Linked DNA regions of Mus musculus: region 2 is linked to region 1. Evidence: chromatin contacts called from public HiChIP or PLAC-seq data. All regions are on one chromosome and are shown on one strand. The core of a region is the stretch at or near the end of the contact, and the rest is flanking DNA. Distances in the headings are between cores, read along the strand shown. Region 1 has its middle 280 kb from the start of Gm23509. Region 2 holds the start of Pcdh9 (protocadherin 9).

Region 1 (5,979 bases), core at 108-2,607:
AACTTCTTAAAATACAAAGAAAAACCATCATCAAATACTTTACATTTTATCCTACATGGAAAAAATATATATCTTAATCATATATTTCTTCATAGAAGGACTAGATAATGCAGATCCAAAAAATGACAAAAACAAGACAACCAACAAACAAAACAAAAAAGCTGCTACAGACCACTGCACTACACAGAAAATCTCAAGAACGTTGCTGCTAGTAAAGCTGGTGGAAAGGAATATAATTGTAGGCCTTTATAGCCAACTAAAATTAGCAGATGCTATTTTTTCTACTGCAGGGGGAAAAAAAAAGAAAAAAGCATCTAATAGCAGTTTACTGAAACTCCATCACTGCAAAATGTCTCCAGTAAAAGAAAAAATATAATCAGGGAAACACTATGTTTAGCTCATTTCTCCATCTCATCTAGCCCCAAATTCCAGAGACTTTTAAGTGTGACTACAGAAATAAATTATTTAGTTATGAAAAACATCATTCACGTCTTTGAGGTTTGATTCATTCAGTGTCACTAATGGTTGTAAAAATATCTTTATAAAAATTTTAGACAGAAAATATGAATATATAACACAATGTATAAAAATACATGGAGGGAAAACAACATGCTCTCTTACTTTAAAATTAAATTCACAGATATAAAGTTGATGGCAGGCAAGTTTAACATTTACTTATAGAATTCATGTTTTAAGTTATTTATAGTGGGTACTTATTATGACAGTTACTAATTTATTATTTTTAGCCACAAATCAGGGAATGTTGCTGTGTCTTATCATATGAGATCTGCTTTATCTCCAAACACATTTTGTTTTTATATCTAGTGCAAATCGTTTATTAGTTGACATTAAAATTTTACTGGAAAGTTGTTTTTTTTTTTTTCTGTATTCTTATGCGATTTATACTTGTTTCTGATTGTCAATAGCTTGAAAAAATAAACCCCAGCCCAGGGGTCTGGAAAGGCAGTGCAGGACTCATGCACTGTCACAGTGGGCAGCAGGGACAGCCTGACTGTCCTTGTTTGGTCCCGCGGCTGTCTGTTCCTATGTTTTTAGAAACTGAGAAAAATTACCTTCATTAAGATAAGGAAAAAAAAAAGTGTAGCCGCCTGTGGCCAGGGGGTTCCCCTGAAAGGCGGCTAGGGCTGAAAAAGATCAGACAGTGAGAAAAGAATGAGGCCAAGACAAATCTTTCTGTTCAAAGCCTGAACTGAGAGTCCATGCTTATAAAGAGGGTAGGCCGATCCCCACCCCCCACCCTACCCCCCCCACCCCTGCCTGCCCATTCTTGGTGCCTGGAGCCAGCCCATAGGCGATCTACAGGGTGTGTCTCTGGAATGTCTCAAGGACCTTTCAGCAGGAAGAAGAGTCTTGGAGAAAGCAAATAGAGCCAGCAAGGTCAGAAGGCTCTACCCTAGGTTAATCTCCTTCTTAGTGGCAGCAAGGTCAAAGTCTGGATCAGCCTGCTTCAAGGCTGAGGGAGGCTACAAAAAAGAAAAAAAAAATTACTTTCTTCAACTGCTTTTTGATGGTTAGATTTCAATGTCAAATTGACTAGATTAGCATGTCCATAGAAGACCTATCTCAAGGAGTGTCTTTGAAGGTGTTTCACAAGGGATTTAACCAAACATCCATTTTGAATGTGGGTAGCATAATCCCATGCACTGGGTTCCTGAAGATAATAAATAATAATAATAATAATAATAATAATAATAATAATAATAATAATAATAATAATAATAAAAAGTAAAAGATGATGATACCAGGTGAGCTACCACATTAATTTTTCACTGTTCAATACTGAAGATAGAATGTGGCCAGACATTCCACATGACTTTCCCTGTCATGATTGACTGTATCTTGGGAACCAAAGTGTAGTACCTTATATGCTCTTTAACAAGAATCAGTTGCAGCCAAATAGCAATATCATTGCTGCCAATTGAAAAAGTATCAATTTAAAAAAAAAGGTCCCTAAATTTGAATGTCCTATAAACACCATTTTCCCCAATATTCGGAATATACTTATATTAATCATGGGGGGGGGCTGAAAGCCACATTTTTCTTGATAGTACTACATTCAGTGAGAATATACCATGCTGGTAGATCTGGGAAGCCACTGACAGCTCCTTCACATTGTCACCAGACAGCAGCAACTATGAAATCTCTGATTGATGACCCATTTTCTCTAAAGAAGTCTACACTTTAATCTTGGACTGAGATGTAGATTTTCTTTTCCTTTCTTCATTACATATTATTCCTTGGGTGTATATGTACTAGTTGTTCACTACATTTGATGTTTCTATGCTTTCTTTATTTTCTCCCATTTATTAATTACATATCTTTAGTAAATAATTGTTTGAAAACTAATTGTTTCAAAATTTCCCTGTAATGATTCCTGGCATAAATTCTATTTTCCAAATGGATACTGACAGATCCATAATTGATCTAAGAAATAACCCTAGAAAGTAGATATTAAAAACATATTCTGAGTATGGGACATGTCTTTCAAATGCAGCGTAATTCTGACATCTTGTCAATAAGAAAACACCAAATTAACAATTCTAAGCATACAGCAGCATTACCATTAAATAAGCTACCACTTATGTTTGATTTTATGAAGTACCATTGTATGTCCATGCCTTGGGGTTAATGGCATTTATTTGACAATGATGATATTTATAATGATTCTGATACAATTGTAGACTGTTTAAAATAATGGAGAAATGGGGGAAAAAACGACAAACTCAAGTCTTTTAGCCCTGAATTCAAGTCATGTTCTAAAAAACAGATATCTTTCATGCCTGCCTTTGAAAAATATCTTATAGTTTGGCCATAGAAATAATATAACTTAACCAAATAAGTTTGTGGGATACTAAATGGCATTGCACATTTCTCATTTTTGTAAAAAATTTATATTGATTGGGGAAGAAGACTTGCTTGGAACTTAGAATAAAAACATGTTTGCACTCACTGAAACAGATAGGTCAAAGTTCCAAGTCAATATTATCTTCCCTTTAGGGCAGAAAAACGTGTGTGATATTTACCATTCTTTATTTAAAAGCATATGACAAGCTCACTTTGGTAGATGCCAGGAGAGAGAATGTTTATTTTCTTTGGAGTTCATCAGAATCATTCCTTTCTTCTTCTAGATCCACCTTTCGATTCAAGTCTTCAAATTCTACCTTCAGTACAAAGGAATCCTGTGATCTTCACCCTATATATGAAGCAGTTTGGAGTGAGCAATTACTCTCTGAGCAATGAAAAAAGGACACATTAACACTCATAACAATGTAAACTTCACTAACACTTCAACACGAGGCTTTATAGACAGTTTTGATGTCACCATACTATCTGGCTTCAGTGGGAAAGATGTGTCATACATATGGTAGATATCTACTTCTATTAAGTAGTGCATGCACTCCAGAGTATAGATATATTATTTTTCCTATTCTGCTAATCCAGGCCTCCAAATTTTTCAAGGTACATCAATAATAGCACAGATAAAAATGTTTTCTTTCTCAATAATTTCTTCAGAGCACTACAGTATGTTGTCTCCTCAGCCTTGACCAGGCTAAACAGACCTTAAGTGTTTCCCACAATTGGACCATACAGACCCAGGTGGAGTCAATTTCCTATAGGAGTAGACTGCCTGCTGAGCTTGCTTTGTAACTCAATCCAACTGAAACAAAGGATGGGTCTGTGTGCTCTCCTTATAGTGTCCGACTATTAAACTTTGAGCCTTGATCAGAAACTTTTGTCTTGGCTTCATCTCTTTTCACCTCCTCCCCAACCCCCCTCCCCATCCTTTTTCATTTCCAGCCCCCCTTTCAGATAACCGAATTCATCCATGGCTGCTAGACAGCTACATTACAGTGACTCAGTTAAGTTGTCCAAAACACAGATCAAAACTACATGTTCTACATCAAACTCAGAATCTCAGGAAAGATGAGTAGTAATCTACTAAGACGTTTTAAAAAAAGGTGTGTTCTCTGTATTCACATTGCCTGAAGCCATTCTATATAGGTGGATGCATGTACTTTTGGGAGTTAGTTTTATTTTGTAGCCTTAAGAAACTGGTCATAGTTTTTAGATAATAAGGAAAAATGTGTAAGGTAGGGAGCTCTTTAGGAAAGGGGAAGATAGGTAAGTACAGAAGATTGAGGAAGGTGGGTCAAACAAAACAATGGTTGTTGTGATCATAAAAAGAAAAAGAGCTATAAGAATACATTGAAAATGTAATTGAGGAAAATATGTAATAAAAATATTTAAAAAAAGATACATTGAAAAATAAAAGAATACATTCTATCTGGGTGTGGGGGCAGGGGGATGCCTCAGAGGGTCCATGCCAAGGCATCCATTCTCCTGAGGAACCAGTCACACAGTGGTATAGAATAGAATAGAGTTTATACAGGACATGGGGAGGAGAATTAAGAGGATAGCAGAGGTAGAAAGAAGGGCAGAGTAGAGAAGTAGAGGCCAGCCATGACCATGTGGAGAGAGGGGTGAAAGGAATGAGGAACAAGGGGGTAAGAGGCAAGAGATAAGTAAAAGCAACAAGAGAGTAAGAGAGGTAGGAAGGGTCAAGCAGCCCCTTTTGTAGTGTGCCAGATTTACCTGGCTGTTGGCAGGTAACTGTGGGGCAGAGCATACCTGGCTGCTGCCAGGTAACTGTGGGGGTGGAGTCTAGGCAGAATACCAACATTCCCCCGTTTTGGTTTAGTTAAAAAAGAAAAAATGTGGGGCGTTGGTGGCACACGTCTTTAATCCCAACACTTGGGAGGCAGAAGCAGGCAGATTTCTGAGCTCGAGGCCAGCCTGGTCTACAAAGTGAGTTTCAGGACAGCCAGGGCTATACAGAGAAACCCTGTCTTGAAAACAAAACAAAACAAAACAAAAAAATTAGAATGAGGTGATGGTAAAGCAAGAAGCAGGAATAGGGTCATGGTGATACCTGGCTGCTTCATGCTGACATTGGGGTGACATGTCTCTGGGGAACCTAGAGGAATAGGTTTGGTGGGTGTCTGTCCAGTCTTAGGAGAGTTGGCTGTTTCCTTGCTGTCCAGGGCTTGTGTAGCCATCTGAGCATAGGTCAGAAGGAACAGGTCTGTAGTCTGTGTCTGAGACAGGAGATGGGAGTGTCTGAAGGTTTTTTGTTTTTGTTTTTTTTTTTCTTTTTCTGGAGCTGTCCTAGGTGTAGCATGCATCTAGACTTGACAAGATGTTGGAACACATTATTATAGGTAGAGAATAAGATTAATTACATTTGGGAGAAAGAAAAATTTTTTCTTAAGATGTACATTTGGAACCCAGAAGAATCCCATCCTTTGGGATAGATAGTAAGTGGGAAAATTGAGCAGATGTACTTATATGGAAGGAGGCTATTTGGTCCATGACATGTAGATCGGAGTAGGTTTACTATAGCTTATGAGTTTATAAAAAAGATAACATGAGTTATAACAGTGAAGTCTACTTCACCCCTCAATAAGAAAACTTCTTTTTATATCATACAGAGACCATATGAATAACAGGAAACTACAATGAATCAAAATACAGAGTTGAGGAGCCAGGTATCAATGTACAAAACACTCCCCCACACAAGCTCCAGAGACCATGGCTGAAGAGGGAGTAAGACAGTGGTGACAGCCAAAGGATGGGGTAGTGAGACTACCCCAAAGGTGCAATGAGACTGTGTATCTTAGTAGTATCTGAAGCTATATCCATAAAGATGCAGCAATGCAACTACACAAAGCTGACCTGAGAAAGCATTACACTAATGAATTGGAGGAAAGATCCACAAGATCTGTACTGGCTAGTTTTGTGTCAACTTGACACAAGCTAGAGTTATTACAGTGAAAGGAGCTTCAGTTGGGGAAATGCCCCTGTGAGATCCAGCTGTGGGGCATTTTCTCAATTAGTGATCAAGGGGGAAGGCCCCTTGTGGGTGGAACCATCTCTGGGCTGATAGTCTTGGGATCTATA
Region 2 (6,371 bases), core at 524-3,023, 1.0 Mb before region 1:
GTTCATCCTAATCACATTAAATATTAATTTATTACCTTTTGACTGAGTGCAAGCACCATCAACATACTGCCTATAAGGAAAAATATCTTACAGCACAAGAGGTTGGAAGATTGCACGGTGAACTTTTAGACATTGAGATTTTACTGTGAGGATGCACCTAAGGTAAAGTTTTAATATTAAATGGGAATTACGTTTTTATATGAGAAAACGGTGATGCCAAACAAGACAGCTAAATTTCAGATTACACACTAGAGACTTGGAAGGCTTGATTTGTGATTTGTTTTTTACTTTTAACTTGGTTATCAAAAATTAAATGTTCATGCTTTTTAAAAAAAAAAGTATCAATAGTCACAAACGTGAGATTCTCCCAAATTAAAAAGCCCGAATTTAAAGCCATTACATCCTGCCACAGTGTGAGAAACACAAGGTTTAGAATAAATGCCCTGTATTCTTCGTCCAAGTTAGCAAAAGTCAACCATGCTGTAAGACCTCAGATCACCTTTATATTACCATTCAGGTGGGGATTTGTTACTTAACTAATAGGGTTTTATATCAAACTTTATTCAGGCACCTGTCTGGCACCGGTGCTGCCAAACCTTCCTAACTTACTGGTTTTTAAAGATGAGTGAGGCTTTGAGGGAATATGACAGAAATCAGGGTGACCCTTTCTGAAGTATCCCATCCAGCCCTGGTATAAAAATGAGAAACAAGATTGTGCGGATGTACTACAGAGCTGAAGTCAGGGCCATGCCTGGCAGGGAAATGTGTCCAGCAGTAAGTGGCAAGGGGGAAAGGAGCTTTGCAGCTTGGCTAACAGCTGCTTGGGATTCCTTCAAGCCAGACGGAAGCAAAGTTCGCACATAGGTGAGCTGACAGCAGGCTCAGATGAAGCCTTCGTTCCAGAGAGCTAGGTTTTCCGGGTTCCCTGCGAGGCAAAAGAACGACAGAGGCTCTGCCACGACCAGGCGCCTAAGCTCCGATCAGATCCCAGGAAAGGAGACTTCTTGCTCAGCAAACTGTCCGTGGCTGCGCCCAGGGACCCCAGCTACAACGTACCTTTTCCCCAGGCACTTTCAGTGACCCTGCACGCAGTAAAAGCCCAGATTAATTTTCTTTCCATTTTCCACCGAGACTCAAATGTCTACTGCCCTATCTTTAGCTCTCCGCCCTCCTCGCCCTTCCTTCGGATGTCCCTGCCAGCAAATGCCTCAATTTGCAGCACCCGGCACAGAGCCGGTTTAATGGTTTAATGCGCTCCAGGATTTGCTGGCCAAAACTCCTCACTGAGGGGTGGCTGCGCGTCTCAGCCATCTCTGCAATTTAGCCCTTTCCACTTTGCAGACAGAAATGCATCAAGAGAAGAGCGGCCTCAATGACCCTCACCACCCGGTGGCGAGAATCTAGGTTCCCGGGTTTCGCTCCGGTGCAACCGCACCGCCCTGGCTCCGCCGCCGCAAGCTGGGTAAGAGCTCCAGAGCTCCCGAGCCACCCCGGGTGCTGGCCCCTGCCGGGCATGCTCAGTGCGCGTCCTGAAAACAGCTCTCCCGGGACCGGGATCGTTCCTCCAGGTTTTCGCGGCTGCCGAGGGGCGCTGGGGAGGGGGAGGCTGAAGACAGTCAGCGCCTTGTTCCGCGCCCCCTCCCGCAGCCCTCTGCAGCCTCCCGCACTGCAAGATGCTGGCCAATCAGGACCCGGAGGTGGGGCCTCGGTCGTCACGCCCTCCCTCTGGGCTTATTGAGAGTTATATCAAGAAATTCAGTTCAGAGAGAGGAGAGAGAGGAGAGGGAGAAGGAGAGGGGGGCAGAAGAGAAGGGAAAAACGAAGAGTACGCGAGGTAGGATGGAGAGCCTCAGTCTCTTAAGCGCGAAAGGACTCACGGATTAAGAATTTGCCGGGCAATTGGCACCCCGGGAAAACATCCAGAAAATCACCATCACCCAACTCTGACGTTTCCTACTAGAAGTTAGAGACTTCAGCAGTATTGCCATCGGATGCAAATGGTAGGCTGGATGCGGTGGGATACACTCCCGAGCTGAAGAAGTGCAATTGGATGTGGTGTGCGTTAAATACCAGAAGAGCCCAGACCCAGTGGGTAAAAGCGAGGAAATGTGGAGAGAATGACTAACGACAAATCTGTGAATTTGTTCTCGGGAGTTGCTAATTTGCCAGCCCGAAGCCACACATTTTACAAGGAGAAAACGTTTTGCTGCTTCTGAATTCTCCCCAAACTGGTGCTACCAGATGCATGGCTTTCTATGTGTTGGAGCAAATCCTTCTTAACTGCAGCCTACCGGGAAAGGGGCAAGGTTGAGGCAACTAATGTAAGTGTAAAGTTTCGCATTAACAATTCGAAATACCGTCTTTAGTTGTGTCCTCGGCGTAGATGAGAGGTGTTTGTAATTGGGTAGCTGGCTAGGGTAGAGCTCGCCTACTGGGTTGTATCTGCATCCCCACCTGCACCACTCAGCTGGAACTAATCGCGGGCATCAGCTACTGTGTAGCCTAATGCAGATAAGATTAGAGCCTGGGAGCTGACCAGTCTTACTCCGGGTGGGTAGCTGCCTGGAGCCTTGCACCCATTTAAACTGCAGTTAGAGGGGCATCTGAGCGGAAGTTCTTCTACGTGTGTTACCGGGTTGCGGTATTTATGTGTAGCAAATGTTACTAATATTCTAATGAGACACCGGATTAAGAAACTGCATTTTTGTTCTTTTATGCTCAATAGAAAAAAAAATACCGTGATGTTACATAGGAATGTTGTCTGTGTTTCACTTCCATCCCGGCATGCTGGTCCACCTCTGTGATAAGCAATTGTCTATTAGGATACGTTTTTTAAAAAGTTTTAATGTGTTTATTTATCTCAACGGGGGCAATGTGGAAATATGGAGAAAGGAGAGCACCCTCCGAGGAAGAAATGCCAAGTCTTGGTTTTGTGCTTTGAGGCAATGAGAACCCTTAGTGGCCAGTGACTACTGCTGTTGCTGCGGCTGCAGCAGCATGTCCGAATGCTCATTTTCCAGGAGGGTTGGATTATGAGACAGTTGAAGAACTGGGAGGAAGGAAAAGCAGTCTTTTGAGAGGAGGAGATGACTCAGTGTGGCAGAGAAGAAAACACATCATATCTAACATGTGACAAAGCAGTTGGCAGCAATCATAGCTAAATACTTGAGCTCTTTCCATCGCAAACAACTAGGGGAGGTGGGCTAGAGACCAGGAGGAGGGTTAAATGGGGGTGGGGGGTGTGTGGGAAAGCAAAATAAGAATGCACACTTTGAATTAAACAGTGTTATAATAAAACCAAAACAGTGTGGGGGTGGGGGGATTCCAGGTAAAAATAGCTGCTGCTGTCCTTAATTCAAAAGTAGATGAATTTCATTTTCTCTGGGCAAATGCAACAAGCAGGGGATATTCAGTGGCCACAGAGTTAACTTACAAACTGTGGCAGAGCAAACTGCCATGTTTACTAATGTGCAGGGAGAGTGTGCTTCGATGTTTTGGTGACTGTGTTTTCATTTACTGAAGAATAATATTGTCTGTACAATTGTGTTGACAGTGGCTGTCTCCACATAAGAGATGAGATGTAATGCCTCCTCCTCCTCCTCCTCCTCCTTCTCCAGTCCATGCACACTTCCTCTTGCAGTTCGTGCATCACTCCTCAGTGGGAACCTTTAAACTCTAAAATCCAGGAAAAGAACATAAAGACATTATCATGGACCTGAGGGATTTTTACCTGTTGGCTGCTCTGATTGCCTGTTTAAGGCTGGATTCCGCAATAGCTCAAGAACTTATTTACACTATTAGAGAGGAATTGCCTGAAAATGTGCCCATAGGAAATATACCAAAGGATCTGAATATTTCTCACATCAATGCTGCCACGGGGACCAGTGCCAGCCTTGTCTACAGACTGGTTTCAAAAGCTGGGGATGCCCCTCTGGTGAAAGTATCGAGTAGCACTGGGGAGATTTTCACAACCTCCAACAGAATAGACAGAGAGAAACTCTGTGCTGGGGCTTCATACGCTGAGGAGAACGAGTGCTTCTTTGAACTTGAAGTAGTGATCCTCCCCAATGACTTTTTCAGGCTGATCAAAATCAAGATCATTGTCAAGGATACCAATGATAATGCCCCCATGTTTCCGTCTCCTGTCATCAATATTTCCATCCCAGAGAACACTTTGATCAACAGCCGCTTTCCAATCCCATCAGCCACAGACCCTGACACGGGCTTCAATGGGGTACAGCATTATGAATTACTAAATGGACAGAGTGTTTTTGGACTGGATATCGTGGAAACTCCGGAGGGAGAAAAGTGGCCGCAATTGATTGTTCAGCAGAACTTGGATAGAGAACAAAAAGATACCTATGTGATGAAAATCAAAGTGGAGGATGGGGGCACGCCACAGAAATCGAGCACAGCTATTCTCCAGGTCACAGTAAGTGATGTCAATGACAACAGGCCAGTGTTTAAAGAGGGTCAAGTAGAAGTGCATATTCCAGAGAATGCTCCTGTGGGGACCTCTGTCATTCAGCTCCATGCCACTGATGCAGACATAGGCAGTAATGCTGAAATCCGGTATATTTTTGGTGCCCAGGTCGCCCCTGCAACCAAAAGACTCTTTGCTTTAAATAATACAACTGGGCTGATAACAGTTCAGAGGTCTTTAGATAGGGAAGAGACAGCCATTCACAAAGTGACAGTGCTGGCTAGTGACGGCAGCTCCACTCCTGCCAGAGCCACCGTGACCATCAATGTCACCGATGTAAATGATAACCCTCCAAACATAGACCTCAGGTACATTATAAGTCCCATCAATGGCACAGTGTATCTCTCTGAGAAAGACCCTGTCAATACAAAGATTGCCCTCATTACAGTTTCAGATAAGGACACAGATGTGAATGGCAAAGTGATCTGTTTTATTGAAAGAGAGGTCCCATTTCATTTGAAGGCAGTGTATGACAACCAGTATCTGCTAGAGACCTCTTCTCTGCTGGACTATGAGGGCACCAAAGAATTCAGCTTTAAAATCGTTGCCTCTGATTCGGGGAAGCCCAGTTTGAATCAGACTGCCCTGGTAAGGGTTAAGCTCGAGGATGAAAATGACAACCCACCAATTTTCAACCAGCCTGTAATTGAGCTGTCAGTTTCTGAAAACAACCGACGTGGGTTATACTTAACAACTATTAGTGCTACAGATGAAGACAGTGGAAAAAATGCAGACATTGTTTATCAGCTTGGACCGAATGCCTCCTTCTTTGATCTGGACAGAAAGACAGGAGTTTTGACAGCCTCCAGAGTCTTTAACAGGGAGGAACAAGAGCGGTTCATTTTTACAGTAACTGCCAGGGACAATGGGACCCCTCCCCTCCAGAGCCAAGCAGCAGTGATAGTTACTGTTCTGGATGAGAATGACAATAGCCCCAAGTTTACTCATAATCACTTTCAGTTTTTTGTGTCTGAGAATCTGCCAAAGTATAGTACTGTGGGGGTAATCACAGTGACAGACGAAGACGCTGGAGAGAATAAAGCTGTGACTCTTTCCATTCTAAATGACAATGAAAATTTTGTGTTGGATCCCTATTCAGGAGTCATAAAGTCCAATGTCTCCTTTGATAGAGAGCAGCAGAGTTCCTACACGTTTGACGTCAAAGCCACCGACGGGGGACAGCCACCACGGTCCTCTACTGCAAAAGTAACTATCAATGTCATGGATGTCAATGACAATAGTCCAGTTGTCATTTCTCCACCATCCAACACCTCCTTTAAGTTGGTGCCCCTCTCAGCCATTCCTGGTTCTGTGGTTGCTGAAGTGTTTGCGGTGGATATTGACACCGGAATGAATGCAGAACTCAAGTATACCATAGTGAGCGGGAACAACAAGGGATTATTTCGGATTGATCCAGTAACAGGCAATATCACCTTAGAAGAGAAGCCAGCACCTACTGATGTGGGCCTGCACCGTCTTGTGGTCAACATAAGTGACCTGGGGTACCCTAAGGCTTTGCACACTCTCGTGCTGGTATTTCTTTATGTGAACGACACTGCTGGAAACACCTCATATATATATGACTTGATCCGTAGGACTATGGAGACCCCACTGGACCGGAACATAGGAGATAGTGGTCAACCTTATCAGAACGAGGACTATCTCACCATCATGATTGCCATCGTTGCTGGGGCCATGGTGGTCATTGTTGTGATCTTTGTCACGGTGCTGGTGCGCTGTCGCCATGCGTCCAGGTTCAAGGCCGCTCAGAGGAGCAAACAAGGGGCTGAATGGATGTCCCCAAACCAGGAGAATAAACAAAATAAGAAAAAGAAACGGAAGAAAAGAAAGTCGCCCAAGAGTTCTCTTTTGAACTTTGTTACTATTG

The links. HiChIP or PLAC-seq counts read pairs in DNA pulled down with a chosen protein or histone mark.
Region 2: a contact with region 1 is called in an H3K27ac HiChIP or PLAC-seq map of embryonic stem cells, with 4 times the contacts expected there. The contact joins the promoter of Pcdh9 here to the enhancer-like site in region 1. A contact is called at or near these places in 5 of 39 promoter capture datasets (the C10 cell line, embryonic stem cells, hippocampal neurons and 1 more) and 1 of 115 datasets of contacts at active chromatin or transcription factors (embryonic stem cells).

Annotation. Positions count from the first base shown.
Region 1 is chr14:92,858,604-92,864,582 of GRCm38.p6, reverse strand. No RefSeq gene overlaps it. Among named protein-coding and RNA genes, the nearest start is that of Gm23509, 280 kb to the left of the region's middle. Within about 2 kb of position 1,357, at least 9 of the 459 cell types and tissues checked have an H3K27ac peak or open chromatin away from gene starts, as enhancers often do. A contact at or near this core is called in embryonic stem cells, where this site is marked.
Region 2 is chr14:93,886,071-93,892,441 of GRCm38.p6, reverse strand. It overlaps Pcdh9 (protocadherin 9), which reads left to right and starts at 1,773. Exons shown (of 5, transcript NM_001081377.3): 1 at 1,773-2,321; 2 at 3,554-6,371. The coding sequence starts at 3,710.